Regions from separate parts of the Mus musculus genome. Here all the other regions are linked to region 4. Evidence: chromatin contacts called from public ChIA-PET and promoter capture Hi-C data. All regions are on one chromosome and are shown on one strand. The core of a region is the stretch at or near the end of the contact, and the rest is flanking DNA. Distances in the headings are between cores, read along the strand shown.

Region 1 (4,146 bases), core at 1,543-4,042, 600 kb after region 4:
GCTGGGAGGGGAGCATCCCTCCTTGGTTGAGTGCAGGAGGGAGGCCATAGCGTGGGGTAAGGGGTTGAGGGAGGGGCTGGCAGTAGAGAATCTTGGGGACCTAGTTCTCCCCTAGGAGTCACAGGAAGAAGTCTGAAAAGTAATTAAGTATGACCTGGACTTCCTGGTATTGAAATTGGGGCAATGCAAGAAAGGGGAGAAGAAAGGAGAAAGGGCATAGGGCTGGCTGCCCACAGACAGCACTGCTGGTGCCCCAACTCCTCAGTCAGTACTAGGGATCATGTTGCCTGGGCCCCTAAGTCTCAGTTTAGAATTAGAAGAATGTACTCTTGTCCCTCCAGTCCTGCCAGCTCAGGCAGTCAGGAAGCCAGGCACCCACCGTCATCACCTTACCTGACTCTCTGAGATACAAGCCTCATAATAGTCCAGGATGTCTGTCACAGGAACAGAATTAAGTCACCCTCCCAAATCCCGGGGCCCTCTGGCCACCCCTGCTACCCCTGGCTTCTGTGTGTCAAGAGAGGCTCCTCCGGCTAGGATGGATGCTGCTAGGAGGTACAGTGTGATGGCTCTATACAAGCGAGAGCCTGGACTAGATGCTCTGAGTATTTCCAACCAGCCTAGAACCTGTAATGCTTGACCCCATACCACAGGCCAGCCCTGTCCACTGTGGCCCCTCAGAACACCAGCCTTACTCACCCAGCAAGGCCTGGAAGAGATCACTGTGCAGCACTGTGAGGAGGGGAGGTGCCCACCGCAGTAGTGGGGGGGCCAGTAGCCAGAGGGCTGACCTGGGAGCTGGTAAAAAAGCAAGTGACAAAGGATCGAGACCAAGCCACTTACCCACTTAGTCATCTAAGGTTTCCCAGCCTTTGTCTTCTTTTTCCAGACACCATGGATAGATTCAGGAAGAGAAGGAGCCCCTGGGCCCCCATCCCAGATCCAGATCACCCCCTCAAAGACCCGGGTTGGTTTTTTTTTTTCACCTCTTGGTCTCTGGGACATCTCTCTTCTCTCGATTTAATCTCCCTAATCCGCCAAGATTGAAGTTGAGCTGCCTTCAGCCTACGCAGTTGTAGCTAGTAAAGTGGACAATCGGTCTAGATTCCATTCTTCCCCAGGTCACCAGGTAACACTTTGCTCCGCATAGTGTACCTTCCCAAATGCCAGGCATAATTTAGCTGCTTTTCTGTGAGTGGGAAAGAGGATTTTATCTAAGGCAGTCCCAGCAACCCAGAGTTAAGCTCTTTTTCTCCCCAGGCCTGACCATACTGAGAAGGGGTCGGGGGCAGTGACATGGCTCACTGAGTAAAGGAACTCACTGCCAAGCCTGTCATCAGGGACCCACATAAATGTGGAGAGAACTATTGGAAGTTGTCTTCTGATAAGGGCTTATGTGAGTGCACACTCGCATAAGCAGACTTTTAGATGAGGTTCAAGACAGCTCAGCAATCAGAGCATGCGTTGCTCTTAGGCAGAGGACTTGTGTTCAGTCTCCAGTGTCCACATACATGGCAGTGTACAGCTAACTGTATGTAATTCCAGTTGCAGGTGATCTAATGCCTTCTTCTGACCTTGGTGGGATATATATATATATATATATATATATATATATATACACACAAAACACTCATATATATAAAAATTTTAAAATAAACCTTTAAAGCCTAAAAAAAAAAAAAAAAAAGGGAGGGCTGGAGAGATGTCTCAGGGGTTAAAAGCACTGACTGCTCTTCCAGAGGCCCTGAGTTCAATACCCAGCAACCACATTGTGGCTCACAGCCATCTATAATGGGATCCGATGCCCTCTTCTGATGTGTCTGAGGACAGCTACAGTGTACTCACATACATAAATTAAAAAACAAACAAACAAAAAAACTAGCCTGGCAGTGGTGGCGCACACCTTTAATCCCAGTACTTGGGAAGGAGAGGCAGGCAGATTTCTGAGTTCAAGACCAGTCTTGTTTACAGAGTAAGTTCCAGGACAGTCAGGGCTACACAGAGAAACCCTGTCTCAGAAAAACAAACCACCACCAACAACAACAAAAACCATACAACACACACACGATGCATTTTGCTCTTCCAGAGGACCTTAGTTCTGTTCTCAGCAACCACGTCGGGAGACTCACAACTTCCCTCCAGCTCCACAGCTTCTGGTCTCTGTATCTATAGGCACTGCACCCATGTGCACACGCTAATATACAGACACACAGAGACACACATAAAGTTCTTTTTTAAAAAAAAGTATTCATTTCCTAAGACTTATGTATTTGGAGTCTTCACTCTAGCAGGGTCTATGTGGCCTCAAATTCATAGTGATCGTGATTTATTATCTCCCAAAGTCCATGAGAGACTAGAGGTGCCTACTACGCGCTTTTAGAAGTGTTTTAAGTTGGTGAAATCTTCTAGATCTCAGAATTCGCTTAGAGTACACCCCAGCTTGAGTCTGCCACCTCACGCCCCTCTTTATTTGAAGGAGAATTTTTTTCCTTATAATCCAGGTCTCTGCATCTGATATTTTCCTTTCTCTCTTTTAACTTTAGCTAGGAAGTCCTCCCTCCAGTCTACCTCCAACCTTCTAGTCATTTAATTCTTCCTTCTCTTATCTAATCTCTTCCCTTTTTAGTGGATCAGACTTTAGTTTAGACCAGCGGCTCTATAGAGTTTGGGAAAGAAAACGGATCGTTTGAAGATGGATCACCCTAGGTCAGGTAGAATACAGGGACCGGGCACACGTCGGAACTTCAGCTCCCACCATGCATCGAGGCCCAAGACCACGCCCCCACCACGCAGTGCATTGTGGAGCATGAGTCAGGGCCCAGACACACAACCTTTGGGCAGGCGAGACGCGAAGAGAAGAGGTCAGTGGTCAAGACTTCGGCGGCGGCTTTGGAGATGCAGTCGGCTCGGATGACCCCGAGTGTGGGGCGACAGCTGCTGCGGCTGGGGGCCCGAAGGTCCGTATATAGCAAGGGGACACTGGGTCTGGGAACCAGGGCAGAACTGAACCCCGACTCCTTACAGCTCGCGATCTACTACTGTGCTTCAGGGACAACCCCGGCCTATCTCTGCCCAGCGACTTTATGCCAGGGAGGCCACTCAGGTAAGTGACAGTGGATGAGGGAGACGGACGTAGAAATGCGAGTTGCCAGTTCCCACTAGCCTGCGACCGACAGGGGTCTCTCTCTTCGACCCAGTCACCTGGTGGCAGTTCTGTCACTGAAAGTAGGGGAAAGGGCACGCCAGGGTGCCCTAGTGAGAAAGTAATGGAACATGCACCAAACGCACTTCCTAGAGCTAGCGCTTCCTGCACACCTTTTAAGACCCATCTCCAGCCTAACTGCTCTGCCCTTCCCTCCAGGCAGTTCTGGACAAGCCAGAAACCCTCTCCTCTGATGCTTCCACCAGAGAAAAACCAGCCAGGGCAGTAAGTGACTGGAAACTGGACTGACACTTAAAAACCAGGAGTAGAATCACCCCAGGCACCCACCTAAGATCCTTTCCTTCCTTGCCTAGGAATCGAAGTCCTTTGCTGTGGGGATGTTCAAAGGCCAGCTTACCATTGATCAGGTGTTCCCATACCCATCTGGTAAGTAAAGGCTTAGTCAGTCACTGACAGTGTGGGCAGGGGAGCCCTCTCTGCCTGACTAGCCTGCTCTTCTCTCCCATTATACAGTGCTCAGTGAAGAACAGGCACAATTTCTCAAAGAGCTGGTGGGACCAGTGGCCCGGTTCTTTGAGGTAAGGGATGACCAGAGCTCAGCCCCTCCTGGGCTAAGTAAGATGCTAAGGAGCTTAAAGGAGCCTCTGAATATGAGATTCTTCCTATTCCTTGCTCAGGAAGTGAATGACCCTGCCAAGAACGACGCCTTGGAGAAGGTGGAGGACGACACTTTGCAGGGACTCAAGGAACTGGGGGCATTTGGCCTGCAAGTACCCAGCGAGCTGGGTGGTTTGGGCCTCTCTAATACCCAGGTGAGAGGATCCCCCTGGTTAACATTCCACAGTGCTCCAGTTTTGGTAGACTCACCACTAGGGCCAAGCAAGTAGCCAGAGTAGTGTCTACCTGCCTGCCCTTTTTCTCACACATTTTCCCCTGAAACATGATCTGTGTGCAGCCCACTAGGACCGTGGACCTAACTGTGG
Region 2 (3,935 bases), core at 1,376-3,875, 700 kb after region 4:
CTTTGTGGTTTAGGCAGTTGGATAGGAAGCAAATAAACAGCACTCAGGCATGATGGTGGGTACATTTTGTACATTTTATTGGTTTGGGGCACATAAGACCCCAGCCTGAGGGATGGAGGGTGGGCTGGAGCTCTCTGGTGGTTACTTGTGATAGAATCTTGGGTTCTGGCTGTGTTGGATGAAAGGGAGTCGGGGGCCAGGTTGGCTGGTGGTGGCAAAGCCTGACTGGTAATGATAAGAGTTTTATCAGTGGGTAGGTATTCCAGCACTCAGCACAAGGGGGAGGGGACAGTTACAGTAAGAGGTTAGTCTTTCCCTGGTAGTATATGTAGGTTTGATTGCCAGCCTTACCTTCCCTGCTGCTTGTATCTGTACGGGAAGCTGGGGGGAAGCCAGGAGTCCAGGGGCTGGATGCAGAGCTTGGGGGTGCATGGGCCGCAGAGAAGACTAGGAGACAAAGCTGACCTTAAAGGGAGGCATCCTGGGGCTCCCCTCATCTTAGCACCTTGGCCTCCCAGGACTCCATACTCACTGAGTCCGAGAAGCTGGTCTGCTGGTTGGCATGCTCCATCTGTTTCTGCAAAGAGAGGGTACTGCCGGGCTGGAGGAACCCTGAGGGGAGGAGAGTTTGAAATGAGCAGGTGGCAGTAGGACTCCTGAAGGTAGGGCTCCTGCCCAGGGGGATCTCACCTGTCTGAGTGGGCTGAAAGTGGCCATGCACTGCATAGGGTTGTGGCTGTGGCTGAGATAGGTACTGCACTGCAGGAAATGCTGATGGGGCTGAGGAAGGTGGGAGATGATCTGTTAGGGTTTGATGCTCTTGCTCTTCTTGCCCCTAGTCTGAGGAGAACAACACTCACCTCTGAGCTGCTGGCTAGGACTATAGGCTGGTTGTGTTGGCCCATAATGAGGTGGGGGCTGAGCAGTCCCATAAGCACCCCCTGGACTGCCTTGGAATTGTCCATGTTCTGGGGTTCCTGCAAAAGCAGCTGCTGATCCCACGTAGTGCCGGGTCTAAGGGGAAATGAAAGCTCACTGCTTAGGAAAAACCCCATATGTATATATATATGCCTTTACGCTCAGCTCCTACATACACATGCTTGGTATATTTGTTCTTGAATGATTGGGATTAACAGTACTGATCCACAGAAGGAGGAGACATGGAGTTAGGATCAGATTTCAAGACTAGTCTTGGCTAGTAACTTAAAAAGCCAGCCTGAAGAGTTAAAAAAAATCAAAAAACCTTTCCCTCACCGTAAGCACTTGTGGTCCAAACATCTGCTTGGCTCTGTCAGCTGCCATCAGAGTACCTGGGCGATTGTGTCCTCCAGGGCTCCCTAGAAAGGGGGAGAGGTTTCACGATGCTAAAATAGGCAGCGACCTCCTGGAGAACTCCCCTGTTAGGCGGTTTCCTCAGTCCTCTCACCCTGCATGCTGAGGAGGTGGGTTCCTGTATGAACCGTCAGGCTCTGCTGGTATGCAGCTGATGTCAGAGTGGTTAAGTCACTGGAGTGGAAGGAAGACAGGTCAGTTAGCCTCTTGCTATTAGATTGTCACCTGTGCCACTGCACAATTTTACTTTTAGCCATCTCATCACACCTCTGTTCCTTTCGCCTCCGTTTTTCTTCCTCATGCAAAACTTTCTTGAGCTGCAAGAAAAGCTGGTGCTTCTCCTCCTGTAGAGCAGAAAGCTTCTCCTGCAGCTTCAGGATCTGGAAGAGGGACGAGCAGCTAAAGCAGGGAAAAGAAGGCATCGAGAAACAAGTGTGGAGAGGCTACTTACCTGTTCCTTGGTCTCCTCTAGTGACATTCTCTCTTCCATTTCCTTTTTCTTTCTTCTCTCCTGCTCTTCTTTCATCTTCTGTTCCATCATCTTGTCCACCTCTTCCTCCTCTGAAGAATCAGAACGGGGAAGTGGCAAGGCGGTGTGAATAAGCTGAGCGTTAGACTGAAGACCAGCAAAAACCAGTTACTCCATCACAGCCACAGGGAGAACTTGGCTTCATTAGGTGCTCTCCAAGGTCCTTCCCAGCCCAGGGTTCTGGTCTGGAACTTAGACTGGGCCTCTTCACTCACACCCCGAAGGCGCCGCTGCCTCCCTCTTAGCCTCGCCAGCAGGCGCACAGCTGGGCCCGTGGATGGGGGCAAGTTCGTGGGTAGCAGGGCCACCCTGAGCCGAGTGTCTGTCCTCCCGCTCTGGCCCAGGCTCACCCTGCCGTTTGCGCTCCCGCTCCATCATGATGTGCCGGTGCAGAGCCCTGGCCATAGCGTTGGAAAGCTTGGGGCGCTCCAGGAGTGCGGGCATGATGCTGTTGGTGACGCTTGGGCAGTGGGCACCCGACTCTCACTGACTGCCAGACCTCAGGCGGGGCCTGCAGGGAAGTGGGAGCTTAGAGAGACTGCGACGCGCCGAAGCGGAAGCCCGTCCGCCGCCCGCTCGCCACTTCGATCACGTGTCCCGGGCACCAGCGTCCCTCCGGGGTCTCTGCCTCAGCGCCGGGGCGCGTGCGAGGGTCTTAGGCTCCGCGCCCCCGCCCCTCCCTCGTAGCCCTGGCGCCAACCCCCGCAACCCGCCTTGTCGGCGCTTTCTCCGAGGCCTTCGGCGCGCCTTGGCCTCTACGTCATATCCGGCGGCCAGGATAAATCCTTCCGGAGTCACGACGGCAAACGGCACAGCCGATTGGAGGAAAGGGAAGGCGGAAGCGCTTAGAGACGGGTGCCGGGATGTCCAAACTCCATGTGGATTTACAGAGCGGCCTGGGATGATAAAGCCCCTAGAACTCTTCACTCGCGAGGCCGCGGGAGACAGAGGCGGAGGCAGATGCTCTGAAGACAGTATTTATTGGCTCCTTAGAAATCAGAGTCAGTAACAACTGTACAGAGGCCCACAGCGTCCTCGGGCAGCCCTTCCTTTTACCCACTCCCTCCCCATGGCGCCCAGTGGCCACGGAAAAAGCAGCTTCATGTGGGCACAGAGAGACTCCTTTGGGATTCACAGTAACCAGAAACAAAAACGGAAATAAATTAAGTGATATGGGGGAGGGTAATAATAGGGAGTCATGTTCCCCAAGTCAGTGCATGAAGGGGGGACCCCGAGACGAGCTGGGCTCCCTCTCAGCAGAGGGAGTGTGCTGGGCCCTGAATGTAGAGATGTGCTTCACACCTGCTCTAAATCAAAGCCTGCCTACGTGCTCCTCCTTGCCAGGACAGCACTGGACATGCTCTCAGTCACGGGAATGAGGTGGAGGCAGTCGTCATTCAAGAGTCCTGGGCTTGAGGCCCGGCTGTGCTTGGAGTAGTGGTATGTCACCCCTTATTCCACTCGTACCAGCAGGGCATAGAGGAGTGTGGCTCCCTTCTCCTTAGTGACCCACTCAAGTTCCGATGGGCTGAAGTGCTGGTCAGGAAGTTCTCTGAGGGCCGCAGAGGGAGGGCCAGGAGTATAGGAGCCAGGGCGCACACACACCTGAAAGGCCACCTGAGCCTGGTGTGTCCGCTGGGATTTTGGGTCCCGGAATCTGTTAGCCAAGCAGAAACGAGAGAAGAGTAAGGCTCCCAAGGTCCATGACTGCTAATTCTGCCCCCTCCACCCAGGCCTTGCTGTTTTCTGGGAAATACTGTTCACCGTGACTGGCTTAGCACCAACTATTGTGTATGTAGTACTCTCCTCCCCTGGCCTGCTCAGCTAACTCCTCCCCAGCACTCTTCATGTGTTTATTTACCCTGGCACTCTAGTTCACGTCTTCCAAACACTCCAAGTGCACTTCTCATCTACTTCACCCACTTTTGGGAGACAGTATAGGGTCTCTACCAGGCTGGAGTCAACCTCCCTATAAAGGAAGGACAACCTTAAACTTCCGACCCACTGACCCTGCCACTTAGTGTTAGGACTCCAGGAATTTGTTACAATGCGCAAGCACAGTTTAGGTAGTACA
Region 3 (4,155 bases), core at 972-3,471, 720 kb after region 4:
CACAGTCAATGGGTCACAGGTGACGCCCAACTGTTGGGCTAAGGGGCCAAGGTGCCGAAGTCCAGGGAGCTCAGAAAAGGAACATGGAAGTAACCAGAACCCTCCAAGCTGGAATGGGCGCAGACGTGAGCCTGGGCCAAGGCAAGGGGGTAACTTGCACTGCCCAGGGAGGCAGAGGGGTTAAGTGGGTAGGTTCTAGAGATTTGTGGGTCACATGGACAAGAGCGTACCCCTGCTGCAAGAAAGCCTAACCTTTTCTTTCTCTAGATGAAAGCTTGCGGCTCCAGTGGACTCAGAAAAAAGAACGTAGACCTTGGAAAATGTAGTCAACGAGGAGTGGGGTGAGGGTTGCCTTCCCTGTCTCCACTCTAATGGACAATAAAGAGAACATCAGGAATCTGAGTGCTGGGAGCTGCGTGTCCAGACTGGGCCTGCTCTGGGAGCCCAGGAGAGCGGGAGGGATGTCCAGACACAATAACCCGGGAAGGCAAAGCAAGAGGAGGAACAGAGCAACCCAAGGAACTGTGCTCCTGGGAGCAAGCACTTAGGGGCTAAAGTAGCAAGGTCACAAAATCAAGCACAGTCTGTTCTACGAAGTGAGAGCCTGCTTCAGAACACAAAACAAAACCAGGGCTTTAAAAACTCACTATTGCCCGACGTGGTGGCACACGCCTTTAATCCCAGCACTTGGGAGGCAGAGGCAGGCAGATTTCTGAGTTCGAGGCCAGCCTGGTCTACAGAGTGAGTTCCAGGACAGCCAGGGCTACACAGAGAAACCCTGTCTCAGAAACAAAAAAAAAAAAAAAAAAAAAAAAGAAAGAAAAAGCCAACAACAACAACAAATAAAAACTCACTGTTGGTTTATTTGGTTAACATGGTACACCTGTGGAGGTCCGAGGTTAGAGGAACTTTCCATAATAAGTTCTGCTAGGGTTTCTGGGGTCAAACTTGGGTTGTCAGACTGGATGTGTGAAAAACACTTTTACACAGTGGGCCACTTTGCTGGTCCCAAAACCTAGGGTCTTGAAAAGGCCCAACCTTGCAGCAGAATGTCCATGTCTGATAGAATCAGCATACTGTACATTTATTAACACCATCTTTGAGGCAGGGTGTACTGGCTGGTTTTGTGTGTCAACTTGACACAAGCTGGAGTTATCACACAGAAAGGAGCCTCCCTTGAGGAAATGCCTCCATGAGATCTGGAGAATCCATGTAAGGTATTTTCTCAATTAGTGATCAAGGGGGTAATGGCCCATTGTGGGTAGTGTCATCCTGGGCTGGTAGTCCTGGGTTCCATAAGAAACCAAGCTGAGGGGTTGGGGAGATGGCTCAGTGGTTAAGAGCACTGTCTGTTCTTCCAGAGGTCCTGAGTTCAATTCCCAGCAACCACATGGTGGCTCACAGCCATCTGTAATGGCATCTGACACCTTCTTCTGTTGTGTCTGAAGGCAGCTACAGTGTACTTATATATAATAAATAAATTTTAAAAAGAAAGAAAGAAGGAAACCAAGCTGAGCAAGCCAGGGGAAGCAAGCCAGTAAGTAACATCCCTCCATGGCCTCTGCATCAGCTCCTGCTTCCTGACCTGCTTGAGTTTTAGTCCTGACTTCCTTTGGTGATGAATAGCAGTGTGGAAGTGTAAGCTGAACAAACCCTTTCCTCCCCAATTTGCTTTTGTGCAAGAATTGAAACCCTGACAAAGACACAGGATTTCTCTGTGTAGACCTGGCTGTCCTGGAGCTCACTCTGGACCAGCTGGCCTCAGACTCAGAGATCCACCCACTGAGTGCTTGGATGAAAGGCGTGCGCTGCCCCTCGCTTTTTTGTCTCCCAGATGAGGGAACTGAAGGGTCAGAGAACTTGTTCAGTGTCACACTGGTTTTTGTGTAGACAGGGTCTCGCTGTGTAGCCCTGGCAGGCCTGTGACTTGCTCTGTAGATCACACTGGCCTTGATCTCACAGAGATCTGCCTGTCTCTGCTGTAATTAAAGGCATGTAGCACTATGCCCAACTAATCACACAAAGTCTTAAGTGACAGAGACAGATTTGACTCTAGACCATCATTTCCCCCTCAAAAAATTTATTCACCAATGGAGAAAGCAGCAGAGAAAGACCAGTGTCCCAGATGGAAGGTGACAGCAGGCAGTCTCTGGGGGAGGGACTGTGGTTTCTGTGATCTCAGCACCCCCCTCCGCCCAGGCCCCACCCCTACCCCTCCCAGAGCTGCCTAGAAGTGGTGGGGTTAGAGCTCCTCCTGGGTTACCCCGTTCCCTTTGGGGAAAGAATTCCAGACCCAGGCTCTTCCTACCAGAGGATTCTTCTCCATTAATACCCCTCTTGGGGGGTGGGGAGTGCATCTGCCTACATCCCCACCTACCTGACCTCCAGGGCCCCCCAGGCCCCCAAAGCAAGTCATCTGAGATGACGGTCAAGCTAGATTTTGAAGAATGTCTCAAGGACTCACCCCGCTTCCGGTAAGTGTGTGCAGGTCCATGAGACTAAGGAGGGGAAGGAAGGCCCAATAGGTCCCAACACCCACCCACCCACCCCCAGCATTCCCCAGGCAGGACCAACCTTAGAGCCTAGGCCACAGGGACCAGAGGGAACTGGTGGGACCTAGTGCCTCTACCACTCAAGCCAGGCTCTCAAATCAGGCATGGAACCCCAGCACTTGGGAGGCTGAGGCAGGAAGGTTGTTAAGTGTTCCAGGCTAACCTGGGCTACAGAGTAAAAAAAAAAAAAAAAAAAAAAAAAAAAAACCCTTTAATAACAGAACCTCCATGCTCTCCGAAGCTCACTTTACTCTGCCTTTCTGCCCCTTCTGGTCTTTATAATTGGCATTCCTCCTTCCTTCTCACGGCATCCCCTCCCCCAGCACCTGCCCCGGGGCGGTTAGCAACTTCCTGCCCTGGCCACATCCACCCTCCTACTCTTCCTGCTCTGGTCTGGGTTATTGAAGCTTAGAATGTGCACAGCAGCACAAGAGCAGAAACTGTCTGGACTCTGCTTGGTCTGTGCATACCCATCACCCCATGACGCCAACCCTGCCCCTGATGCTAAGCAGAGGCCCAGTGGACCTAAGTGCTGTCCATTCTTTCCCAGAGCCTCGATTGAACTGGTGGAAACTGAAGTGTCAGAATTGGAGACCCGCCTGGAAAAGGTGACCACGTCATGGAGAAAAGATGCAGAGTCAGATTAAAATAAAAGATTAGAATAAAATTAAAATAAAAGGTCAGGGAGATGGCGGGAGACTGGGAATGCGTTAGAGTCATTGAAAGTTAACTGTGCCTGGCACACACACACACACACAATTATATTTAAAATCTGGATGTTGCTGGGCGTGGTGGCGCACGCCTTTAATCCCAGCACTTGGGAGGCAGAGGCAGGCAGATTTTTGAGTTGGAGGCCAGCCTGGTCTACAAAGTGAGTTCCAGGATAGCCAGGGCTACACAGAGAAACCCTGTCTTGACCCCCCCACCCCAAAATCTGGATGTACTGGCTCATGCCTTTAATCCTAACACTGGTGAAGCTGAAACAGGCAGATCTCTGTGAGTTCTAGGCCAGCTAGGGCTAAAAAAAAAGCTGGGAATGGGGCTGCGTACCCAGATCCCAGCACTTGGGAGGCAGAGGCAGATGAATCTCTTGTGAGTTCTAAGATAGCTTGGTCTGTTTACATAGTAAGTTCTAGGACAGAAGAGAAACCCTGCCTGAAATACATACATATATGTGTGTGTGTGTGTGTGTGTGTGTGTGTGTGTGTGTATGTAAATTATTAACATATTAATATATACTTTTTGAGACAGGGTCACATGTAGTTCAGGCTAGCTTTGAATTTACCTGTAGTTGAGCCTGGTCTTGAATTCCCAATCCTCTGACCTCTATTTCCCCCCTGGAGATGGAATTCATCTTTGTGCATGTTAGACAGGCCGGGTTCCCCCACCAGCTACATCCCCAGAGCAAACACTTCTTAAAACATTATTGATATTATTTCAGTATATATATTTGGCTGTTTTATCTGGGTAAATGTCTGTGAACCATGTCCACACCTAGTGGCTGCTACAGAGGCTAGCAGAGGGCATTGGATCCTCTGGAATTGGAGTTGCAGTTGTGAGCCACAATGTGGATGCTGGGAATTGAACCTGAGTCCTTTGCATG
Region 4 (3,627 bases), core at 328-2,827:
CACACCCCCACCAGAAATGCCCCTCTCTACCATTCTGCCCCCGTGCTAACAGCCCAGGTTTCAAGCAGCCCTCTTGGCCTGGAGTTGCAGGTGTGCGGGCTGACTGTGCCCTATGTCCTGCAGAGAATGGAGAATGGGCCATAGACTACTGCCCAGGCATGATTCGCCGCTATGAGGGAGGTTCCACAGAAGGTCCTGGAGAAACTGACGTCATCTATACGCTCATCATCCGCCGGAAGCCGCTTTTTTACGTCATTAACATCATTGTGCCTTGCGTGCTCATTTCTGGCTTGGTGCTGCTCGCTTACTTCCTGCCTGCGCAGGGTAAGGGGTGACCCTGACTCCTGAACCCCAGGCTGGGCTTGCTCCCTGGCTTGCCTCTCACAGCTTGCTCCCTCTAGCTGGTGGCCAGAAATGCACGGTCTCTATCAACGTCCTGCTAGCCCAGACTGTCTTCTTGTTTCTAATTGCCCAGAAAATTCCAGAGACTTCTCTGAGCGTGCCACTGCTGGGCAGGTAATCTCAAAGTGGATCCCACAGAGATAGGGGCATGCATGGAGAATGTAGCCAAAGAAGGCTTGCATAGGGACCTGGTGTTGTCCCGTTCTGGACTTTTATTTGGACACAGGGTTGGACTGGGACAGTGATGGATTATCTGTTCCCCCATTCTCCTCACTGCTGCTGGGCGACACCTTGAGGTTTCCCGAGTCTCTCTGTTAAGAGGACAGTATAGTTCAGCATCTCCTTAATCATACCTCCTCTGACCCATGTCGCACCCTTTATCCCAAACGCACCGGATCCCCAGGGACCCCAAGGCCCAGTTGGCATAGGGTTTGTGGCAGAGATGAGGTAGACCCGTGCAAACCTCGTCCACACAGGTACAACCACGCCCCCTGGATCAGGTACCGGGCACTTGCGCCAGCTGCCGTTCCAGCTTGCCGAATCCCCTGCCCTGCGGCCAGGGCTACACGGGCCAGCGCCCTACCAGGATCCCCAGTGTCTGGGGCTGGGCCTGGGCAGTCGTTGCCGCCGTCCAGTCGCTGCACCTCCTGCTGCAGCCACAGGGCCGAGATCTACATTGGGGCATATGGGCTAGAGGTCCTTGCTTTTGTTGGCCTAGCCCTCTCCCCCTTTTATTCCCATCCCTCAGCCTCCCAGAGCAGCACCTCTAACAAGGTGGCTCCAAAGCTCATGATGCTGGCTGCAGCTTCTCTTAGCACCAGCCCTAGGGTGGCCTTCTGGGTGGGCGACTTGTCGGATTCCAGGGGGTCCTGGGACTTAAGCTCTCTGAACCTTTGCACCAGATATTCGTGAGCTGCGGCCACAGCAAGTTCCAGGGAAGATAGAAGTGGAGGCTGTAAGGCCACCTGGAGGAGCAAGGGTAGTGAGTGGAATGATCACATGGAAAGGGCCATAGCAGGAAGAGCTGGGGACCTCTCCAGATTCTGCCATTCTAATACCCTCACCTCGGTGGAGCTGTGGAAGTGGTAGACCCACAGCAGGGTGTCCAAATTGCTGGGAATCCCCTTCATGTCCGCAACAGATGGTATATGCAGAAGGGCCAGGACAATACTGGCATCGTTGAGGAGGATCAAGAAGTAACGCCACCAGCTGTGCGGAGGTGGTATTTGTGAGGTAGAGGGCAGCTAGTGCCTTGTTTGTGGGGTGCTGTGACATCAGGCTTCTGTATATCAGGTATCTTATATTCGTCATGGTGGTTGCCACGCTCATTGTCATGAATTGCGTCATCGTGCTCAACGTATCTTTGAGGACGCCAACGACTCATGCTACATCCCCTCGGCTGCGCCAGGTAAGCGCTGGTTGGAGAAAGTACTGCCCAGGGGTGGGAAGCGGGCTTGGAACCTCTCTCTGCCCCGGCTGCAGATTTTATTAGAGCTGCTGCCGCGTCTCCTGGGCTCGAGCCCACCCCCAGAGGATCCCCGAACTGCCTCACCAGCGAGGCGTGCCTCGTCTGTGGGCATTCTGCTCAGAGCGGAGGAGCTCATCTTGAAAAAGCCGCGGAGCGAACTCGTGTTTGAGGGTCAGAGGCATCGGCACGGAACTTGGACCGGTAAGCACTGCTCTTGGGTCAAAGGCATACACTCGCCGTTAGGGACGCTCTTTTAATGACCTAGCGCTTGCTGTTGCCTTAGCAGCAGCCCTCTGCCAGAACCTGGGTGCTGCAGCCCCAGAAATCCGCTGCTGTGTGGATGCTGTGAACTTTGTGGCTGAGAGCACAAGAGACCAGGAAGCCACTGGAGAGGTGGGTTGGGAGGTTGAGGCGGAGCAGTGCTAGATGCCCCGCCCTCCAGGCTCCTCCCTCGCTAAGCTCTCTCTCACAGGAACTGTCCGACTGGGTGCGTATGGGGAAGGCCCTGGACAATGTCTGTTTTTGGGCAGCTTTGGTGCTCTTCAGCGTTGGTTCTACTCTCATCTTCCTTGGGGGTTACTTCAACCAAGTTCCTGATCTCCCTTACCCACCGTGCATCCAACCATGAGCCTGCACTGGCACCCACCTCTCCCCCACCCCCCAAGAAAGAGATTTTGAAAACAGGCCGCTGACAATAAATCTGGTTTGTGAACTTGCAGGAGGGGTTGTGTGGTCATGTGGGTGGGTCCAACTCCTCAGGGAAGTAGAAGATGGGTGGGTGGTTTGGTCAGGCACTTGGAGGCAATTGGTTCAATTTTGCTCTTGGCTCCTTCTAACCTAAAGAATGTTTATCTAGTTGATAGCCAATGAGGTTTTTACAAGACCCAGATATAGAAACACTGAAGCCAGAAGTCTGGCCTGGCCCTGCTGGGGCTGGTAAAAACTATTCTCAAAGGGTCCTACCGTGTCAGGACTGATCCCTGGCCTATTCATCCACCTTACTTCGTCTCTATTATCACAGTAACTTCACAGAGCCTAATGCCTTTCCTCTACCCTCTGCATTCTCAACTCTCAAATCTCTCCAGGATTGAGAGAGAACAATAGTAGGATCTCAAAATGGTGGAAGCTGGTTGAATTGTCTTTATTAACAAAGGGGATATATCCAAGGCCACTACATTGAGAAAGGATACAGGAGGGAGAAGGGCTACTTGCTGCTCACACTATATACAGATGCAAGCAAGGGAGGATAAAGGCTGGGAGCTCTGAGCTCTCTCCTTCTAGGGAAGGGGAGAGGCTAGAAGGGGTGGGAGTGGGGAGGAAAGGGGGGAATGTTTTGGCTATGGGGTCCCTCCTCCATTCCCTGGGGGTTGGGGGGGAATCATTAAAGTGCTTTCAGAAAATGAGGAATGGTCCCTGCCCCTGGAGTGGCTGGTGACCGCCCCGCCTCCAGAACCCAGGGCCCAGTGAACACCCCCCCCCCAGAGTCTGGTACATTCAAGGGGGGAGCCGGCTCCCCTGGCGTGCAAATAAAGGGGTCAGGGCCCTGCTCATTCAGCAGCAATGGGGTAAGGGGTCCAAGCCCCAAGCGCTCTCCTCTTCTGTGGAGAAAAGGGGAGGAGCAAGTCCCACTCAATTCCTGGTAAGGGGAAGGAAGCTGTGTCATTCCCCACAAGTTGGGGAAAGGCACAGTTTTGAGAATGTTGGGGGAAAGGGTGGTCACGTGATCACGAAAGCTTCAGGGATATGAGGTCACGTTC
Region 5 (3,914 bases), core at 1,177-3,676, 680 kb after region 4:
TTGTTAAGGGGGTGATGGGCAAGGCACTCAGTTCCACCGAGGCCTCCCTAGCTGCCCATCCCCAAGATGGGCCCAGCCTCTCCACTACCCCAGTTCCTGGGGGCATGATGGGACCCTGGGAGCAAGAACAGCAAGCCACCAGGGCTCTAAAAGCTGGTACAAAGAGAGGCCCACTGTAAATCCACAGTGAGGGGCGTGGACTTCCTAAGAAAAGGTAGGAGGTGGTGGTAAAGGCACCTTGAAGGAGCCAGGACAGCGTCACCTTCTACCCCAGAGGCACCTCAGAACCTGCTGGTGCCAGGTCCAACCGTCCCTGGCCAATGTCCCCTTCTCCCTCCAACCCCTGTTGGGGTTGGAAAATTCCACAGGCTCCTTCCTTCTATGTTCAAGGAGGGAGAAAGCAGGGACAGGGACAGGGGTATACAACTGTGAGAAGAGAACACGACATTAGGAGCATTCTGCAACCAGACACAAAGCCTTAGCCGCCCTTAGCCTAGAGAACCACAAGCTCTCCACACAAGCTGAACAAGGGCGAAAGGACATACTCTCAGTCTCTGTCACCACCTTGCCTATGACTCTGGTTTAGTCCCAGGACAGGGGAGAGGAGGACTCCTTGCAGGAAGCTGCCATCCCTAGAACAAATGTTCTAGTTTTAAAGAACTTGGATCTGCACAAAGGTCAGCCTGTAAAGAGGGAACTGAGGCTCCCAGGAGGGCTTGGCTGGGCAGGGTGCCTGAGCAGGGGAAGGCCAGAGTAGGGGGCGGGGGGTGGGGTGTGTGGGGGGGGTGCTGGCTCTACTAGGTCAGAATCTGCTCCAGCCTTTCCCAGAGCTTGGAAGGGGTGGGGCTGCAGCTGAAGCAAAGCCTTCTCAGCCTGGGCAGGCGCTCTCTTGCTCCGCACACACCAGCTTCAGTTCTATCCTTTAGGGGTGGGTGGTGCGTGGTTCAAATGAGCCACAGCTCTTTAAGGGATAGAAGTTGTGAGGGTGCCAGTAGTGTTGCCCTAAACCAGGAAATCAGTGAGGACTCCAACCAGGAGCCCCAAACATTCTACCCCAAAGGCACACAGCATGCTAAAAATAATGCAGCAACTCCAGAAGGTGAGACAGAAGAGCTGGGAAGGTCAGGGGCAGGTTTGCCAAGTTCCTGGATCATTAAGCCTCTGCTGCCCTTGAAGATGTGGGTGCAGCCTCTCCTTGCCAGTAAGCATACATTTGTGTTGTGGTTAAAGACTTTCAACTAGCCTCAGCTGGACATCACAACCATGTGCCTTGGCAGGGGTAGAGATGAAATAAGGTGTCCAATCCCACAGGTCAGTTCGGAAAAAGACACCCGTTCCTCCCCCTCCCTGGGTTCCTCGGATACCTGTTGATGAATCCGTAACCATTCCGGACGTTGAACCATTTGACTGTGCCCAGGACTTGGATTGCTGCCAGGCAGAGATGCAGTGGGGATAGTAAGATGGGGGAAGAGACGGGAGTTGGGCTGAGTTTTGAGAGAAAACTAAGCTAAAACCTAACCTGCCTCCCTAATAAGCTGCGAGTCAACCAGACTTCGCTGGAAGTGTCAAAGTACTCTTAACCCTCTTTCTAAGTGGAAAAACACACAGGGGGGTTTCAGGCTCTCAAACCCACGTTCCTCACATCCTACGGAGTTCAGGTCTTTCACCTAGAACCGGGTACTCACCTGGTCCACCCTCAGGGTCAAAACTCAACAGCCGTTCTAGCCCTCCTAAATTTAAGAGACCCCATCCACCTGCCTCCCAAGCTCAGAGGTTTACCTAACAAGAACCGGAGTCAACTACACCAAGTATCCCGCAAACAGGGGTGTGGCCAGACCCGGAGGTTTTTATTTTCCTACCCAAAGCCTTAGCTGAACCTGCCTGCCCCGCCCTCCGGCTCATGAAGGTGCGGCAAGATTTCCCTCCAGCGGAATCCACTAATAGTTTATTCGGCAGCTCCGGGACTAGTTATGATTAGTCCTTCGGGCCAGGCCTACCTTCGGCTTTCCAGACCCCGCTGCCCCTCCCCCAGCCCGCCGACCCTGAGAGCCGCCCTAGCGCGTGCCCCCCCCTCACCCAGCACCGGCTTGTCCGCCTGACTCCGGGCCGGGGGCGCGGGAGTCCCCGAGGCCGCCGTCGCCTGGTTGCCAGGGGTGCGAGGGCCGGGCGCTGAGGGGGTCCCAGCAGCGGGGCCAGAGGCGGCTCCGCCCCCGCCGCCCGCCCCGCCGCCTGCTTTCTGCGGCTCTCCCGCGGGCACCGGTACCACCACCGCTACCACCCCCGCCGCCGTCGCGGGCACCGTCGCCGCGGGGGCCGCTGTCGCCACCACTGACGCCTCCGCCTCGCTCATCCCGCCGGGTCCAGTACCGGCCCCCGCCGCCACCGCCTCCTCCGCCGCTGCCACCACCACCACCCCGGCCCCTCCCCCCGGCTCGCGGACCGGCCACCCGGCTCGGTCCTCGCGCCCCGAGCCTCGCCCGCACGCCTGCCGCGGGCCCTGAGCCGAGGCCAATCGCAGTCGGCTGAAGCGGCGCGCTCAGGTCCCGCCTCCCGGCCGCCGGCCAATCGTAGCCGCGCAGCCCCCCAGGCCCGCACGCCAGCCCCGCCTCCCGGACTCCGCTCTAAAGCTGCGGCCCCCTCCCGCAACTCCGTAAGTACACCTGAGCCCCACCTCCCCGCCGCCACGTGATGCCCTCGGCCCAGCCCATTGGCTAATGGCTCATTTCCCCTCCCCCTCCGCCCCTTTCCACCGGCCGCGGGAAATCAAACCGGCTGGTGGCGCCTCAACGGCCACCTGGTTTCTGTGCGCAAGGCGGGGCCGGGGCGAGCCTCCAAGGTTGCCCCTGACGACCCGGGTGGGGGTAGCGGCCGGCAGCCGCGGTTCTGCAGTGAGGGGGGCCCGCTGACCTCCACTCTTCAGACGGTCGGTGCCCGAACTCTCCACCCACTACCGCCCTGGGTACCTTCCCACACAGAACGTCCACGCACACTCCAGGGCAGGCACAGTGGCTGTCACAAGCAGAAACCTCTCGTTTTTATGTTTTGAAACAAGGTCTGTGTAGCACAGCCTGGCCTTGAGCTCCTGATCCTCTTGCTTTCGCCTCCCCAGTGCAGCCTTACTGAGTTCGAAGTCAGCTTGGATCATATAGTGAGTTCCAGGACAGTTTGGGCTACACTGAGAGGCAATGTCTCAAGAAATGAGAAAAAAAGAAACAAAGCAACATTTACAGATTTAGAACAAAGCGCAGCTCTTTTCTTAGTTTTAATAAAATATCCATACATGTAGCCAACACCCTAAGATACCTTCTTTATAGGTTATGTATGGTAGATAGCACCTGTAATTCCAGCACTCTGAAAGCCAAGGAAGGAAGATTCACTAGTTGAGGCCAGGTAGAGCTCATGTGTTAAACAAACTAAAGTTCGTTATTTTTGCTCCAGGAAAGTCCTTTTAAGCCTTCTCTGGCCTCCTGACCCTCTTGCCGCAGTTCTGGTGTCTCCCATCAAGTACTTCAGATTTTCTTAGGTTCAGGATTGCAGGACCAGCTTTGTATAAGCTGTTTGCTTAAAACTTGCTATCTTTGCGTCTCGTGGCCGGGGGTGGGAGGAGTGTCTCTTCAAGTATCAACTAACCTATCTTATCGTGACTTTTTAAAAAATATGAAATGGTTTTGACCCTTTATTTCCTTTAATGTTCTGAACACACATTAGGCAGTAAACGCCACAGCAGTAACTCTTTTGTCTCAGCACCTGGAACAACGCATCACCGATCAGAATAAGTGTTGGTTCCCAATCTGCAGACGGCTCTAAGTCACTCTTTCCGAGGGCCGCCTCCTTCACATGAGAGGACATGGGCGACACTAAACAGAGATCATATTTATCCCACTGGGAGTAGCACGAGTGAGCCGCTGAGTTTG
Region 6 (4,140 bases), core at 148-2,647, 560 kb after region 4:
GTCATTACAGACGATGAACCACGCCTGGGGAGTCATTGCTCCACCAAAGTGTGGGAAGGGTGGGTTTCCTCCTCTTTCCGTGAATCCTGTGCGTCTTTGGTTGCATGCAAGGAGAAAAGGTGAGCCTCTCCCACCAAGGGAGAAAATGACACTCAGTCCTGTCGGTTGGCCTGCGGGCTTTCCCTCCTGCCCCCCCCCCCCCGCCCCGTTTCCCCTCCTGTGCTCCTTCCTGCATAAAAGCACACTGCCCACCTGGGATACCTCAAGAGCTCTGTATTTGTTTGTACAGGCACACGACAGTCCCTGCTCAGAGGACAAAGTAGGGAGAGCAGATGCTTCATCTTTCATCCGTGCTGAGACCCTCAGCCCCCTCTCCAAGGGTCCCTTAAGTCAAACTGATCCTGATCACCTCCCATCCCCACCTCCACCTCCACATACACACTGTTGAAACTGAAGAAGAAAGGGACCTAACTTCAGACGGGGCTGACAATAAGCTCATGCCCCCGACCTTCAGTAGGCCCCACACCTTGGAGCCACCCTCTGCCTGGGGTCTTGAGAAATGGGTAACATTGGGAGGAAGCTTGGACATCTGTCACTGAGGATGCCAACACTATGCCCTGTACCCTATGTCCCAGCAAGAGTGATGCAGCCACTGTTTTCTGAGTGTATGGAACAGAGCTAGGGATCTCCACAGGACACAGGAGCTGAGTCGGAGGGACAGAGCCACTGATGTTCTCCTCCAGAGGGGAGAACCCCTCGCCTCTCTGAAAGGGAGCACCTCTCACCTCTCCGGAGTTGATGATGGTCATTATCATTGTCCAGGTGCTGGAAATCTTGATAATCCTTTGTCATGATGGCACTGGATCCGGACCTAGGACAGCCAAATTTAGAGCCTTTAGAGCTGAGGCCGAGGCTAACAGACTCAGAGCTGGATGAAGTCCAGTTCCCTTTTACATCTGACTAGGTGGACATACTTTCTGTCTCCCCTAACCCTATCTGCTCCCAAGCCTGACATCCAAAAATCTATCCTCTAGCTGGACATGATGACACATGCTTTTAATCCCAGTATTCAGGAAGCAGAGTCTGGTGGATCTCTGTAGGTTCGAGGCCAGCCTGGTCTACAGAGTGCATTCCAGACTAACCAAGGCTACATTCTGTCTAAGAAAAATCTCTCCTCTCCCATTCACACACACTGCGCATGTGAACCCATACAGCCACTCTCTCTTGGCTGTCACCCATCCCTTCTCCTCCTGCTGTACTTACTGAAGGTCCCTCAGCACCACGAAGAGCCCAGGCTAAGGAGGGGGCTGAAGCCTGAAGAACCAGGTGAAGAGCCCTGGGCAATGGGAGGGGAGGGGACAGGGTCCATCCAGGGCCCATGTGTGTCCGAGCACGCTGAACCTGGCATCACCAACACCGGGACTTTGAACCATAAACAGAGGTAGGAGTAGACTTGGAACTGGGGAGGTATAGGGGAGGAAAGAAGGCATGGGTGACCTCTATTCTATTTCTCAGAAAAGGGGAGTCTACACACACACACACACACACACACACAGAGGCACACACATCTACGCATGCACTTCCGCATGTTCAATACTTGTTACCTTTTTGTGGGTGAGACAGGCCTTAAAAGGCTAGGGAACAGTTTGCTGCTTGCCCTCAGAGCCCTCCCCCTTTCGGTCCTGAATTTCCCAGAATTGTCCGTATCTCCAAATATCCCTGACCAGGATCAGAGGCACCAACTGATTCCCCGCTCTTGCCCAATCCTGCCCTGTGACCTCAGTGTTATAATTGCAAGCTGTAGATTCCTGGGGTCTCAGCTCCAGGCTCCTCAGCCCTAACCTGACTGACTCACTCTATGGTAGTCCTCCAAGCAGCGCAGTGGTAACAGGAGGAGCAGCTCCCCTCTAGGATCAGGGCCAAGAAATCACTGATTCTACCATATGCCCCAGGACTTCAACCTTTCTCATCCCCAGAGAACAACCCATTCTGCAGGCAAGAAAGCTGAGGCTCTGGAAGACAAGGGCTTCTCAAAGCCATACTACACAGAAGAGCACAGACTAACACCCGGGCAGCCCAACTCAGTGACCTGTGTGCTGCCTCCAGCACCTCACTCAGAATGGGATCCTTAGCTGTCCCACGCACCAGGTCCCCAAATCCCCAGAGAGGCTTAAACATGGCCCCTCATGGTCCTGAGAGCTTCAGAGAGGCCTGTCAGAACTCAGGCTTGGGACAAGAGCAATATTCAACATATAATCCTCCTCCTGTTAGGCTCCACAGTGAGGAGTGGCCTCTGTGGCCGTCTAGAGCCTGTGAGCTATTCAGGAAGGTGCCGCTTACATAAATCCAACTACTCTGTGCGTCCTTGCTTGTCTGTGTCCTAAAAATCCGCATGTTTACATGAACCGGGCTTGCTGCCAGCGATTTTGGTGAAAATTGGGCCATTAATTTAACACTCTCTGATTTTGCCACTTACAATCTAGTTTATTCTGGCAAGCAAACAGATACAGATCCAGTCTGAATAGTAGCTCTACTCATAGAGGTAGGGACTAGCAGGGGGCACCGAGCCTCTTGCTCTCTCAGTGCTAGAGAGACCTCAGCCCTAGCTTGTAAAACTGGAAAATGCTGTAAACTCAGGATTTTTGCATCTTTCTATTTGCATATTGTCCTGGAAGAAGGCATTTTGAAATACAGTTCATACCTGAGAGCCATGCCCTAAGCTCATGGATCAGAGAGCAGTACTGGACTAATGTTAACACACATGCTTGAATAAATGTTAAGTGTGGATTGTGGATGTATGAATGAGTGTGTGTGTAGTTTTTCATCCCTTTTCAATAGATTTCTATTTAGAGAGATACATTTTATAATATATATTATACATATACTATGTATAAGTATAATATATAACATATAACATAGTATATATACATATGTATATATATATCCCATTGGATATGTGTACCAGTCATTTACCACAAAGTAAGTACCCCACAACTTAGCAACTTAAACAATAAACACAGACCATCTCCACTGTAAAGGTTAAAGTGCGGCTTCGACCATTGGTTCTGACTCAGAATAATCTCTCCTGAGGACACAACCATGATCTCAGTCAGTGCTGTGTTTGTTGAAAGACTGGACTAAGGCTGGAAAATCAACTGCCAAAGTGACTCACTCATAGGACAGGCAAGTTACTGTGGGTTGCTGCTTAGACTCCTCTGTTCCTCACCACACAGGCCTGTCCACGAGGCTGCTTGAATGTCCTCCTGACATGACGGCAGTGGGCTTAGCACCACACAGCCCATCATTTCCATGCCGTCCTCTGGTCTCCCAGGTCAGCCCTCCTTATCATGGAAAAGAACCACACACAATGTAAGTCCCAGGAGGCGAGAAGCCCTGGGACCTTCGAGGGGCAAGTAATCCCATATCACGGGCTCAGAGATCTCTTACGGATAGAACTACATAATCAACATATTTAGAGACTGTGTGGCTATATTCCAGGGCCATGAAGAGTTGCAAGTTGGGCTGGAGGTGCCATGACTTGGCGGTAGAGAGTTTCCCTGGCATGCCCAAAACCTTGGGCCCAATCCCCAGGATTTCAACAAAGGGAAGGGGAAGGTGCAGGCCAGACAGTGATGAGGCCAGATATCTAAGGGACATAGTGGCCTGGCCTTGGTGTGGAAATTGGGTTGGTCGGAGGGGCTAAGTGGCCCAGAGGCAATGAGATTGGTCAGGAGTATGCCTTGGAAGGGTATATCTCATCCTGGGACTGTCTGTCTGTCTCAATCTCTGTCAATCTCAAAATCTCTCTCTCTCTCTCTCTCTCTCTCTCTCTCTCTCTCTCTCTGCACTCTAGCCGCTCTGAAGTCAGCAACCTTCTCTACCACCCCCCACCCCCCACAGTGCCATGATGTTCATTCTCGCCACAGGCTCAAGGCAACCAAGCCAGGCAACCATGGGTGGAGCCCGCTGAAACCCTAGGCCAGGGCAAACCTTTCCTCCTCTGTCTTCCCAGGTATCTTTTCGTAGCAGCAGCAAACGTAGATGAGATCCCTGACCAGAGGAGGGCAGAGAATGGGCTCCAGTGCTGCCAGCTGGAGCTGCAGGAGACCAAGAAGAAAGAGAGAAATGAGTCTCTTTTGG
Region 7 (3,879 bases), core at 182-2,681, 630 kb after region 4:
CTGGGAATTCTGACCTGGGCTGCCAAAGCCTGCATGCTACTCAGTCATTTCCCCCCAGAATCTGACTTCAGGAGATTTACTCCAGAGGGCATGTTCATTAAGAAGTGATGGTAAGCCAGGCGTGATGGCGCACGCCTTTGATACCAGCACTGGGGAGGCAGAGGCAGGTGGATTTCTGAGTTCGAGGCCAGCCTGGTCTACAAAGTGAGTTCCAGGACAGCCAGGGCTGGGGGCAGGGGCGGCGGGGAGGAATGGTAGCTGAAACAATGTTTACCTTGGAGAAAAGCTTGAGGGAGAGAACCCAGAGATACCTGGGTTCATCCAAACAGTCTCTACACTCCAAGTATCCCTTCATAATCGCTAGAGTCGCCTGGAGAAACATGCCCACCTTCAGATGCAAGCTCTCCAGCTAACAGCCAGCTTGTCTAATGAGACACCCAACTTTAATGTGCATCTGACAACTAAAGATGCCTATTGGAAAAGCATCGTTTTCTGTCCCAGGGTCTTAATAATAAGCCCATACACACAAGCTAGAGAATTCCAGAGCCTTTTTGGAGGAGCTCCTTCACACCCAAGGCTTTTCCTCAAGTTCCAATTCCTGCTCCATATGCCCTTCTACCCACCCACACCACTGACAAAGGAGTCTGACTTTCAACAGGAGGGTCTTTCCAAAGCCCATATCAATAGTTCTGGCTACCAGCAAACAGGTGTTCCCGGCCTCTTCTTTCTTTAGCAACAACTCTAGCTTTCGTAAGGAGAGCACCATTCTAGCCCCCGAGAACTGCCAAATCCTATCCCATTTAGGCAGATTAAGAAAGAAAGCAAACCCAGTAAAAATCATGGTTCTTTTATTAAGGGCTGAACCTTGCTTAAAGGTGTCCTACTTCTCCAGCGGGTAAAGCTCTGGCCAAGGCTCCCTTCCTAGGCCCAAAGCAGAGGCCCAGCACTATCCAAAATTCCGCGAGCACCGCGGACAGAGGACCCCACCACTGGCAGCACCCAAGCAAACTCACCGTGCGGATCTGCCTCCGCAAAAGGTAAATAAAGAAGCTCCAGAGCTTGGCGGCGAAGGCCACGAACGTGCGCAGCCCCAGCAGACACTGCGTCCGCATCATCCCGATGACCCCGGCACCGCCGGCCCCGGGGCCCCCGCGGCCCAGCTCCGCCAGCCCCCCGGGGGCAGCCCCCCGCCGCAGGGAGGGGGAACGGGGGCCCCGAGCGGCAGGAGAGGCTGCAGAGATGAGCACGGAGTGGGTGGCTTAGAAAGCCACCCCCAGCGAAGGGAAAGCCCAGCGGAACCGGGAACTGGGGGACTGGCGTGGGCAGCCCGCGGGGGCCCACATGAGCGGGAAGTGGCACCGACGACTTCGCGTGGGCTGCAGGCCGAAACAGGTCGGGCTAGGACAGGGTCCTCTGAGACCAGGAGGGAAGGGGATGGAGAATTGGGGGAGGGGGCAGTGGGGGAGGGGGCTAGGGAAAAGGGAGGGAGGGAGATGGGAGGGGAAGGGGGAAGCGAAGGGTGGCCTTCTGCGCAGGCGCGCTAGGGGTCTGCCCCGGGAAGGGGGCGGGCGGGGGCGGCGGCGGCGCGCGGTGGGCCGCGGCGATTCTCGGGGGCCCCCTGGGCGCAGGAGCTGGGGAGGAGGGGGAGGGGGAGCCGAAGGGCACGGATCGCTGGGCCGGAGTGGCCTCCCCCTCCCCGAGGTCAGGATCGCTTAGCCGCTGAGGAGCGGGGCTGCAGCCTCTGCAGCTAGGCTTCCCACTCTGACAGGCGCCATTTTACCGCCCAAAGGGCTCCCTCCTCTCTTCCCTCCTCCTCTTCCCCTCTGACATTACTTCCGGTAGTGACGTGTATTCACTTCCCCGGGATTGCTGTTTCCCTCAATTCATTCTGAGGAGGGAGGGGAAAGTTAAGGAAAGCTCTCTGCTCTGACCCCGGGGTGCAGCGTTACGCACGCGCACTAGGTTACTGCGGGGCGGGACCTGGAGAGAAGCCAGGCGCCGTGTGGGCGGGGCCGAGTGACATCATTTATTCCCAGGTTCGAACCTTCTTCGGGATTGGAGCTCGTGAGACCTCTGTCCTTGTCCCCATCCCACTGATAACTGTTCCAACGGCCCTTCTGGCTCCAGTCATGGTGCAAGAGTAGATTAAGGATGTTGTCTCTAGGACTGTGTACAGAGACTCTGGAGCGGCCCCTCCGTGTAAGCCCCCTGAGAATACGGAGCATAAAAAAACCAGGCTCCTCTTTCCGGACTTTGCGGTCCTTTAAGGTTGGAAGCAATCGTAAGTGCCCCGCCTCCTCGGTGGTGACGACATCAGAAGGCGTCCTGAGGCGTCAGAGATGCTGGACTCGTTGTTGGCCATCGGTGGTTTGGTGCTTTTGCGAGGTGAGGGATCAAGGCATGCGGTGGTAGCCTTGGGCTTGGCTGAAGGAGCGGGAGCCTGGAGGACCCGCTGGGGATGGATACCCAGCTAGGGGTGGAAGTCGTGGTCGGAGCCCTGAGGGCTCAGTAGGTCTCACCCATCCTTGGCTCTCCCCAGATTCCGTGGAGTGGGAAGGGCGTAGTCTCCTGAAGGCTCTTATCAAGAAATCTGCACTTCGGTGAGTTAGCCCACAGTTTCTCCTCTCCTTCCCGGAAAGGGAGCCGGTACCCCCACTCTTCAATATATTTCCTTCATCTCTGCCTTAGTGGGGAGCAGGTCCACGTTCTGGGCTGTGAAGTGAGCGAAGAAGAGTTTCGCGAAGGTTTCGACTCTGATGTCAACAGCCGGTGAGTATACATTAAAACAGGTTTCATTCGGACTACAGCTGCTAAGGACGTCTCTTCAACAGACAGCACAGAATCTCATACTGTGGAGAAACTGGTATCGTAGGGTTTGGAACAGTAAAAATTAAAAGACTAGCGAGATGGGTTTTTTTTAGAGACTTTAGCACCAGCTTGCCGGCTTGACTGAAGGGACATGAATGAGGCTGTTGCTCACTCAACAAAAGAGAGCAGTAAACGCTTAGATAGTTTGCTGTATATACATAAGCATTCTGGCTTTAATGTTTGCACGTTAATGCATAGTCAACCAAGAAACACTTGAGTTTCTTCTAAAGTTGATGTCATCATCTTTTATATAAGTGTCCTTGGAGTTGGTTTGTTCTAGGCCTTATTATAAGGCTCAAGACTATAGATGCTAGAATTGAACTGAAAACACAAGGCAGGATAAAGGAACATACTAATTCCAAAGAGTAGTAGGCTAAATTAACCTTTGGATAGAACTTTTTTGCCCATTTTATTTTATTTTTCTCAGAAAAGGACATTTTGTTTTTTGGTTGTTGTTTTTTTTTTTTTTTAATTGATCTCATTATGGGGCGGATCTCATTATGTGGTGTAGGCTGCGTTACAACTCACTGTGTAGTCCACAGTAACCTCTTAACTCCCAGCCTCATATCCTGCCTCATCCTCCCCTATGCTGTGACTATGTTACATGCCACATGTCCAATTTATAAGATTTCTTCAATTTAAAAAAATGGCATAAGATCACTGTAATAGCACACACTTTTTTGGGCTTTATGAGACAGGGTTTCTCTGTATAGCCCTGGCTGTCCTAGAACTCTGTAGACCAGGCTGGCCTCTGCCTCCCTACTGCTGGGATTAAAGACGTGCGCCATCACGGCTGGCAATAGCACACACTTTTAATCCCTGCATTCAAGGGAGATACAGGCATATCTCTCGAATCTGAAGCCAGCCTGGTCTACAGAGAAGAGTTCCACACCAGTTAGGGCTACATAGTGAGAGTGTCTCTAAATAAATAATAAACATAGAGCAAATACATCTTATTCTTTAAAAGGCACAAATAACCACAGTTATCTAAATAATTGTTTCCTTGAGATG

The links. Promoter capture Hi-C pulls out the DNA fragments that hold promoters and counts their contacts. ChIA-PET counts read pairs in DNA pulled down with a chosen protein or histone mark.
Region 1: a contact with region 4 is called in an RNA polymerase II ChIA-PET map of memory CD8 T cells, with 15 read pairs. The contact joins the promoter of Acadvl here to the promoter of 4930544D05Rik in region 4. A contact is called at or near these places in 3 of 115 datasets of contacts at active chromatin or transcription factors (astrocytes, memory CD8 T cells and pancreatic cancer cells).
Region 2: a contact with region 4 is called in a promoter capture Hi-C map of neural stem cells. The contact joins the promoter of Gps2 here to the promoter of 4930544D05Rik in region 4. A contact is called at or near these places in 4 of 39 promoter capture datasets (cranial neural crest, embryonic stem cells, liver and 1 more) and 2 of 115 datasets of contacts at active chromatin or transcription factors (double positive thymocytes and memory CD8 T cells).
Region 3: a contact with region 4 is called in an RNA polymerase II ChIA-PET map of memory CD8 T cells, with 13 read pairs. The contact joins the promoter of Acap1 here to the promoter of 4930544D05Rik in region 4. A contact is called at or near these places in 2 of 39 promoter capture datasets (cranial neural crest and liver) and 2 of 115 datasets of contacts at active chromatin or transcription factors (double positive thymocytes and memory CD8 T cells).
Region 5: a promoter capture Hi-C map of liver shows a contact between it and region 4, with 3 times the contacts expected there. The contact joins the promoter of Ybx2 here to the promoter of 4930544D05Rik in region 4. A contact is called at or near these places in 2 of 39 promoter capture datasets (both in liver) and 1 of 115 datasets of contacts at active chromatin or transcription factors (memory CD8 T cells).
Region 6: a contact with region 4 is called in a promoter capture Hi-C map of hippocampal neurons, with 2.7 times the contacts expected there. The contact joins the promoter of Asgr1 here to the promoter of 4930544D05Rik in region 4. A contact is called at or near these places in 7 of 39 promoter capture datasets (cranial neural crest, frontonasal cranial neural crest, hippocampal neurons and 4 more), 5 of 484 Hi-C or Micro-C datasets (B cells, cerebral cortex, differentiating embryonic stem cells and 1 more), 1 of 115 datasets of contacts at active chromatin or transcription factors (pancreatic cancer cells) and 1 of 9 other capture datasets (embryonic stem cells).
Region 7: an RNA polymerase II ChIA-PET map of memory CD8 T cells shows a contact between it and region 4, with 24 read pairs. The contact joins the promoter of Ctdnep1 here to the promoter of 4930544D05Rik in region 4. A contact is called at or near these places in 2 of 115 datasets of contacts at active chromatin or transcription factors (bone marrow-derived macrophages and memory CD8 T cells).

The regions. Positions count from the first base shown.
Region 1 is chr11:70,014,074-70,018,219 of GRCm38.p6, reverse strand. Acadvl (acyl-Coenzyme A dehydrogenase, very long chain) reads left to right here and starts at 2,792. Exons shown (of 20, transcript NM_017366.3): 1 at 2,792-2,957; 2 at 3,025-3,103; 3 at 3,362-3,427; 4 at 3,517-3,589; 5 at 3,677-3,741; 6 at 3,841-3,975. The coding sequence starts at 2,896. Dlg4 (discs large MAGUK scaffold protein 4) reads right to left here and starts at 1,017. Exons shown (of 22, transcript NM_001370675.1): 1 at 987-1,017; 2 at 700-798; 3 at 394-434. The coding sequence starts at 1,005.
Region 2 is chr11:69,912,710-69,916,644 of GRCm38.p6, reverse strand. It overlaps Gps2 (G protein pathway suppressor 2), which reads right to left and starts at 2,625. Exons shown (of 10, transcript NM_019726.5): 1 at 2,212-2,625; 2 at 1,784-1,893; 3 at 1,600-1,712; 4 at 1,427-1,506; 5 at 1,255-1,337; 6 at 861-1,014; 7 at 691-780; 8 at 533-612; 9 at 352-447; 10 at 51-225. The coding sequence starts at 2,305. The coding sequence ends at 142. It overlaps Neurl4 (neuralized E3 ubiquitin protein ligase 4), which reads right to left. Exons shown (of 29, transcript NM_001013414.3): 29 at 2,821-3,518. The coding sequence ends at 3,314.
Region 3 is chr11:69,893,605-69,897,759 of GRCm38.p6, reverse strand. Acap1 (ArfGAP with coiled-coil, ankyrin repeat and PH domains 1) reads left to right here and starts at 2,221. Exons shown (of 22, transcript NM_153788.3): 1 at 2,221-2,474; 2 at 3,103-3,160. The coding sequence starts at 2,422. 2810408A11Rik (RIKEN cDNA 2810408A11 gene) reads left to right here. Exons shown (of 9, transcript NM_001382461.1): 8 at 6-149; 9 at 268-402. The coding sequence ends at 326.
Region 4 is chr11:70,613,844-70,617,470 of GRCm38.p6, reverse strand. It overlaps 4930544D05Rik (RIKEN cDNA 4930544D05 gene), which reads right to left and starts at 1,577. Exons shown (of 4, transcript NM_001145537.1): 1 at 1,467-1,577; 2 at 1,167-1,367; 3 at 866-1,073; 4 at 581-713. The coding sequence starts at 1,532. The coding sequence ends at 673. Chrne (cholinergic receptor, nicotinic, epsilon polypeptide) reads left to right here. Exons shown (of 12, transcript NM_009603.1): 7 at 124-324; 8 at 402-516; 9 at 1,696-1,810; 10 at 1,885-2,071; 11 at 2,157-2,263; 12 at 2,343-2,588. The coding sequence ends at 2,498. Mink1 (misshapen-like kinase 1 (zebrafish)) reads right to left here. Exons shown (of 33, transcript NM_001045964.1): 33 at 2,989-3,627.
Region 5 is chr11:69,934,411-69,938,324 of GRCm38.p6, reverse strand. It overlaps Ybx2 (Y box protein 2), which reads right to left and starts at 2,426. Exons shown (of 9, transcript NM_016875.3): 1 at 2,077-2,426; 2 at 1,365-1,428. The coding sequence starts at 2,350.
Region 6 is chr11:70,051,612-70,055,751 of GRCm38.p6, reverse strand. Asgr1 (asialoglycoprotein receptor 1) reads right to left here and starts at 1,397. Exons shown (of 9, transcript NM_009714.3): 1 at 1,264-1,397; 2 at 786-871. The coding sequence starts at 852.
Region 7 is chr11:69,978,720-69,982,598 of GRCm38.p6, reverse strand. It overlaps Ctdnep1 (CTD nuclear envelope phosphatase 1), which reads right to left and starts at 1,431. Exons shown (of 8, transcript NM_026017.2): 1 at 1,014-1,431. The coding sequence starts at 1,115. Elp5 (elongator acetyltransferase complex subunit 5) reads left to right here and starts at 1,364. Exons shown (of 9, transcript NM_018740.2): 1 at 1,364-1,392; 2 at 2,037-2,385; 3 at 2,540-2,600; 4 at 2,689-2,769. The coding sequence starts at 2,340.